2 separate regions of the Mus musculus genome follow, and region 2 is linked to region 1. Evidence: chromatin contacts called from public HiChIP or PLAC-seq data. All regions are on one chromosome and are shown on one strand. The core of a region is the stretch at or near the end of the contact, and the rest is flanking DNA. Distances in the headings are between cores, read along the strand shown. Region 1 holds the start of 4833417C18Rik (RIKEN cDNA 4833417C18 gene). Region 2 overlaps Igf2bp1 (insulin-like growth factor 2 mRNA binding protein 1).

Region 1 (3,207 bases), core at 41-2,540:
CTGTGGATGGAGCTCAGGTCCAGCATGGTTGCATGCAAGCTCTTTACCTGCTGAGCTATGCCCCTAGCACAGGTTTTGCTATTTTTCGGCAGGCAGTTTTCTTACAGGCTTTGAGAATTTATTTAGATTTATTTGCTATTTATGCATTACACATGCATATCCCTAGTCTGTGGCTTACCTTTTCTCTTAGTATGCCAGGCCCTGAGTGCCTTGCAGTTCACCATTGAGCAACAGGCCCAGATATTTTCACTCTTCTGATGGTACTTGGAGTAGCACAGTCCTCGTCTGTGCGTTTTATTCGGGCTTTGTTTAAACTGAGGTGTAGGCATTCCCCTATGTCGTCAGCCAAGCTCACCGCTTCTGTCACTTTCAGGTCAACAATTCTCTTGGGACTTTCTGCTGTGTTTAGTGTTAACAAGAATCCGATTTCATATTCTTTCCCTATAAGCAAGCACACAGCAGGATGTCAAGTAGGTCCTTTCCCCTAACTCTGTTGTGCTACCTTTTATTATTATTTAAATTTGTGACACCTTTGTTATTATAAACTATGCATAAAGGTGAGGCTGCATCTTGCTTCCCTATTCTGTTCCATCGGTATGTTTATCCATCCAGACATTATCTTAATTTCTTTAATGTACAGTTAACAAGCATCTTTATTTTCTGGTAGCGCAAGTGTGCCTCCTCTCACGTCTTGATCTTTTTGAGGTTGCGATGGTTCATTCAAACTGATCCATTCAGATGTTTTAAAGAGTGCGTGGGTTGTGTCTGCAAGAGGCATGCTTAGAGAATTAATCGGAGAGTCGGGAGAGGCTCCTTTTGGTTTCCATGGCATCCTCCCAAGGGTGAGAACCTATAGCCACCGTGCCAATCACTCTGTAGGGAGACCATAATGCGTCAGCAGGCTCCCTCGTCATTTATCCCACAGGGACGAACACAAATCCCAGATCTTAATCCAAAGAAGATACAATACTCCCTGTACATATTTTCCACCCGCGGCGCGATGCAGCTAAAGAAATCCTTAGCGATTCCTGCCCTTCTCTCGGAGAAACACCTCATGGACGGTGAGAAACTGTACTGATCGCCTGCCAGCCTGACTAAGTGACTGTTGTCTAATTGAAACACAACCTCGCTGGGTGAGCAATGCAGAACCAAAACACGGGTTTATGACCCCTAAACGCACAAGCCTCGGGGAATCGCTCTCTTGTACCCAATCAGAGGTCCCCTGGCACCACTTACCCGCCCCCCGGCCCCGTCCGGCCACTTCATTCGCGGCTCACAAAGCAATCCTACCGCGCGTTCTGCACAGCAGCCAATCAGAGGGTAGGGGGCGGGGACTCCGAGGCGCGGTGTGTGCAGCGGTACTCAGACAGGAAAGCCTCGGGATCCTTCGGGTTCTTTCGTTTTCCCTCCTGGGTAAAGTTATGTTCAGTCTTCCATCAACTCGTTTATTTTTCCGCCCGACTCGGCGCGCGTGCGCAGTGCCTCCCAGCCCAGGCTGTTCCTGAAATGTAATCGTGTTGAGACACAGGGAGGGAAGCTGAACGTCCATTCTACAGGTCAGTGCATTCCCTGCGGAGGCTCGGGTTGGTTGCTACTTCCTGCAGGCCCCAAAACAGGGATTCTAAGGCCAAAAAAAGGTTCAGTGAGGTCCCACCGAGATTTGAACTCGGATCGCTGGATTCAAAGTCCAGAGTGCTAACCATTACACCATGGGACCTGCTGGCGGCTTAAGGCGCCCGGCAGCCTTCTCAAGCCACATGACGTTGGGCAACCTTTTCTAAGCTTCGCTACACTTGGCTTGGGCCCGTGGCCGGTGGCCGCGATGGCGGGCAGACACGGAACCACCGAGATTCTCATGTCCTTACGAATTCCAAACGTTCATGGGCCCCGAGGTGTCTGTCACCTCTTCCGGTGATCCTCCAAGGGTCCCGGCTCTTGACCCCAAGTCTCGAGGGCGGCTGGTCGTCCGATCGGACCAAGTCCGGAGAAAGCCGGCTCCGGTCCCGGACTCCGGGCAGGAGGTTCGGCGCACGCAGCCTGGGCTTTCTACTTGTTTTCTGCGTTTATATCAGGAGGGCTGTGGCTAGGACGCTTTGGCCCAGCGGGGAAGGACGCGGACTGGCACGTGGTGGCACAGCCGTTCAAACCCCGGACGAAACCTGGGGTACAGACGGGGATGCTGGAGAGTGCGCCGCACGTGGATGCCGCAGCCCCTGCTCCGCGCTATGCAAATTATCTGTAGGGAGATTGGCGCTTCCAATTCAGCACTTCCCCCCGCGCTTCAAAAGGCCGGACTACCGAAACTTCTAGTGTGCCGATCCTTAGAAAAACCCAGTCAGAATTTTAACAACAGACACCCACCATTCAACACACCACGCGCACACACACACATATCCCGCAAAACAACAACAAAATCCCCACTTCTGCACTGTCTAGTCTTTCATTTTCCCTAAATGTGTTTCTGCAGGTCAGTCAACACTTTGACTCAGCAGTTCACCTTCGGAGCATTACCCTAGTGGACATCCATCTGTGCCTCGAGGCTGCTTCAAGGATGCTCTGGACTATGTATTGTTTATTATAATATAGTGAGGCTTGGCCCCATAATGATGGCTATTGTATAAGTCCTCTACAAGAGTTTAAGAAATAACCTGTGTGCGAGGCTCAGATAAGCACTAGGGACACCAGGAATGTTAACTACACAGGAATGTCTGTTTAGTGAGAGAGATGTATGACGTGTCTTCTGCCCAGAAGGCTGGGAGCAGATGTGGGTAATGGCCTGTGACCTGAGACTGATAGGCTGAGATCTCACCAGTTCCTCCCTGGACTCTTATCGGTGAGCATGTTTTTCTCAGTCTATAGAAACTATCTTTCTGGAAGATGTCACATGTACTTTACAAAGAGTTCCAGTGCAGTGGTGTCCTAAGCTGTGCTGTGCACAGGTGATTGGGTTAATTATCACCAGGTAAGTTTTCACCAAATAAACTACTTGGGGTCAGGCTTGCAAAGTTTGAACCAACACTGGCTGCTTAATTGTATTGAATTGAGCAACCTTGTTTCCTACAGATCACCACTCTGTAGAGGTCCCCTGGCACCACTTACCCGCCCCCAAACATGTATTGAGACAAAAGACCAAACCAAACAGCTCTGCTTTTCACTTCTTTTTTTTTTTTTTTTTTACAATTTTTTATTATTATTATTTATTTATTA
Region 2 (3,370 bases), core at 628-3,127, 120 kb after region 1:
ACCACCTTTTTTCTCCCAGGTGACTATACTATACTTACTCCATCCCAGCTTTCAAATGGCTCTGAAAAAACTGATTTCCCTTGAGGAATGCAGGTTCAAGGCTAAGGTCCAGAGTGACCCAGAGAGTCTGCTCACCACCCAAATCAATACCTTAATCTCTGAGCTTAAGACATTTAGATTGACTTGATGGGTTAGTCAATTGTCATTTAGATCTCTGTGTGTCTTTGATCCCGTACAAACCTTTAGTTCAAAGACGAGATCCAGGGCGGAGATCCAGGGCGTTGGAGAGATGGCTCAGCGGTTTAGAGTACTGGGAGCTCTTCTAGAGGAGCAGGATTTAATTGCCACCAGGCCCAGGATGAGTTACAACCTTCTATAATGAGGGGGATCAGATGCCCTCTTCTGGCCCCTACAGGCACTGCATGCACAAGGCACACAGGCATACAGGAAGGCAAAATACCGGTGTAGTGTACCCAAGGTGAGAGAATGCTGAGTCACGTATGCTCAGTGGGCTACCAGAAGAGCTGGCATCAAGCTGTGGGGTGGGGCAAGCAAAAAGGAATGCAAGGCCCTAACAGTGGGTGTGTTGGCCTTAGTTGTCCTAGGCAGTCCCTACCAAAGCAGGGTCTAGTGTAAAATAGAAGGGTCTCTGTGATCCACTGAGTCTGAAATTCTGAGAGCGACAACTCCTTGTTGACAAGCTACAGCAGGGAAAATCTGGGAATGACATAGCTAAAAGAGTGGAGCAGTGGTGTCCCCGGCTCCTTTAGCTATGTCACCCCTGACCCAAACCCAACCTCTTCCTCCTCAAACTCAGCACTCAAGAGGCAGGGGCAGGCAGATCTCTGAGTTCGAGGCCAGCCTGGTTTACACAATGAGTCCCAGGATAGCAAAGGTTATACAGAGAAATCCTATCTTGAAAAAGAAATAATAAAAAGCTAAAGGAAAGGTGGATCTGTTTGAAGGAAAACCTTGGTGGTTTGTGAACTTGACCTAACAAAGTTAGAGTAGATACAGTGAGGATTGGAAACAGTCAGCTGAGTCTGGAGGCTTGAGCCATGATTCCAGGCTAAAGCAGGACTGATGCACGCACAGGCCAGTCTATAGAACAGTAGGCCAGTCGGAAGGTGGCGTTGCAGTGATAGAAGAGGAGGGGAAGACAGACAGACATAACTCCACGAGTACAGCATTTGTCTAGCAGACACAAAGTCCTGCGCTCAAGTCCCAGGACTGCACGGATAGATAAGCCTGTCGACCCTCTGTAATCCCAGCACCCACAGTACTGGCAGGAGAACCACAAAGTCAACACCCGGTCCAGCGGCGTGAGGCGTGCTCTGTGTCAGACACACACGGGAAGCCAACAAGCCCATTGCTGAGTCCTTAGACCCCATTCCACCAGGTACCAGATCCAAGGACTGGCCAAAAGGCAGCTTTGGATCTCCCTGGTAAGGGTTTCTCACAAAACACCTTTGCTAACCAAATAGATACACCGAGTATGTTCAGATGGGTGAAGAATCTGGGAGAAAATGAACAGTGCCCAGCCCCGGACACCTCCCCCCAGGAAGTCCTTCTGGATAGAGGGGAGATGAAGGCAGCCTGCCTAGGAAGAAACAAGGCATACAGCAACCCCAGAACAGGAGCCTAGTTTGAAAGAACCCATTAGTGCAATCCCAGGTCAAAGGCCAAGACTTGCCTGTCCAAACTCTGATTTGGGGCCTTCTATTCAGTATGGCAGGAGCAGGGTGGTAGCAGTGAAATCTAATCTCTGCAAGGATGTTTGTTAATCCATATCCAGAAAGCAATGGCAGGCAGATTGGCTGGAATGTCTGGAATGTTCCAGGAGCGGGAGGGGGAGGAGGGCAGGTCTACCCAACCAATGAAAGAAAGACATCCCAGCAGCCCTCCCTCACCCTCTAGGGCATACACACCCCATCCTGGGAACCCACTCTAGGCTCCTCCCAGACTTCCTTCTCAGCAAAGCCCCCAGCCCTGATTAAAACCCAAGGGGATAGCCTGGAAGAGGACCTTTGTCTTCTAAGCCTGGCTTTCCACTGAGCCTGGTGCTACCTAATTCCTTTCAGGCCCAAACCGCACAGGGCACTGCTGGGACCTGTAACCTAAATTCCCTTGCTTACATTACAACCCCTTTGGATAACTTACTCATCCCACCTATGAGAGGCCCAGAGTTGGCTGCGTTAGGCTGGTGTGCTGAGGGCTTACAGTGGCTCTAAATCTGTGGCTTACAACTCTTTGGGGATCCACAGACCCTACTTACTTACCTACCCTTTCACAGGGGTCGCCTAGGAGCTGATATCAGGACAGAACATTACGGTTCATAACTGTAGCAAAACTAGCTACGAAGTAGCAACAAAAATAATGTTGTGGTTGGAGGTCAGCACAACCTTAGGACCTGTATTAAAGGTCCCAGCGTGAGGAAGGTTGAGCTGGCTTAGAGCTCCTGATGAGTGGGAGCACAACTCACACTTCCCAGGGGTTTCTCCTGGTGGGAGCTAAGTCCAGCAAGCCCCTGACAGTATTCTAAAGGAGACCTGGAGGTAGAGTGGAAGGGGCGGTGACAGTCATTGCTGAATCTAAATAAATGTGTTCACAATGACAGAGAAAGAAAGTCTTCCACTCCTCCATCTCTGCTACATTGACCCTGCTCCAATAAACCCGGGTCTACCAAGGCCAGGCTGAGTAGTGGTTATGTCCTATAGGTAAAAGGGCACCACACCTAAGCACTCTTAGTGCCGGGAGGGCCAAGCCCAGCTCCAGCAAGGAGAGAGAACCAGCTGCCCTGACCCTCTAGCAGCTATAGCGCCGCCAGCAGTGGCCATTAAAGGCAATGGTTAGAACAGCCAAAATGGTTCCTAAGTGCAAACAGCTTTCCCCTGTTCTCTGCTCGCTCTGACCCTCAGAGATCCAGCCTGGAGGGCAGCTCAACAGACTCCTGCTAACCAGGAAATTCACCTGGGGATGTGAGGACACCTGGGGATGTGAGGACAGGGAGGCCAAGCAGGGGAAATATGCCAGGAGAGATTTAAAGAGGCAGAGAGACAAAAGAACAACGCCATACACCCATCACACCGCCATACACCCATCACACCGCCATACACCCATCACATCGTATACACACATGGGGGTGCTTGGGATTAGGAGTATCTCTCCCGGGTCCATTTTATAGAACTGTGTTCATTTTATAGAAATGTGCTACCGGCGGCTTTGTTTGACAGCCCAGGGCCGAGATTAAAATACGCCATGAGTATCCTGTCTGCATTTCATAATCACTGAACGCCAAAGCCAGGAGTAGAACCAAAACTCCATCTACTTTTTTGTTTTGGGTTTCGTTTGCTTTTTGAGACCTGTTTTT

Evidence for each region. HiChIP or PLAC-seq counts read pairs in DNA pulled down with a chosen protein or histone mark.
Region 2: an H3K27ac HiChIP or PLAC-seq map of embryonic stem cells shows a contact between it and region 1, with 13 read pairs. The contact joins the enhancer-like site here to the promoter of 4833417C18Rik in region 1. A contact is called at or near these places in 5 of 39 promoter capture datasets (3T3-L1-derived adipocytes, cranial neural crest, frontonasal cranial neural crest and 2 more), 1 of 15 datasets of contacts at CTCF or cohesin (the NIH/3T3 cell line), 3 of 484 Hi-C or Micro-C datasets (bone marrow-derived macrophages, embryonic fibroblasts and embryonic stem cells), 19 of 115 datasets of contacts at active chromatin or transcription factors (the SCID.adh cell line, T-cell acute lymphoblastic leukemia, cardiomyocytes and 14 more) and 3 of 9 other capture datasets (adipose tissue, liver and pancreatic islet).

What each region holds. Positions count from the first base shown.
Region 1 is chr11:95,857,527-95,860,733 of GRCm38.p6, forward strand. 4833417C18Rik (RIKEN cDNA 4833417C18 gene) reads left to right here and starts at 1,291. Exons shown (of 2, transcript NR_045187.1): 1 at 1,291-1,556; 2 at 2,468-3,207. Gm38959 (a long non-coding RNA gene) reads right to left here and starts at 925. Exons shown (of 3, transcript XR_880173.3): 1 at 179-925. n-TQttg6 (a tRNA gene) reads right to left here and starts at 1,717; the gene lies at 1,646-1,717.
Region 2 is chr11:95,980,809-95,984,178 of GRCm38.p6, forward strand. The region is part of intron 2 of Igf2bp1 (insulin-like growth factor 2 mRNA binding protein 1); the gene reads right to left. Among named protein-coding and RNA genes, the nearest start is that of Mir3063, 19 kb to the left of the region's middle. Within about 2 kb of position 1,878, at least 105 of the 459 cell types and tissues checked have an H3K27ac peak or open chromatin away from gene starts, as enhancers often do. A contact at or near this core is called in the NIH/3T3 cell line, the SCID.adh cell line, craniofacial prominence and 7 more, where this site is marked.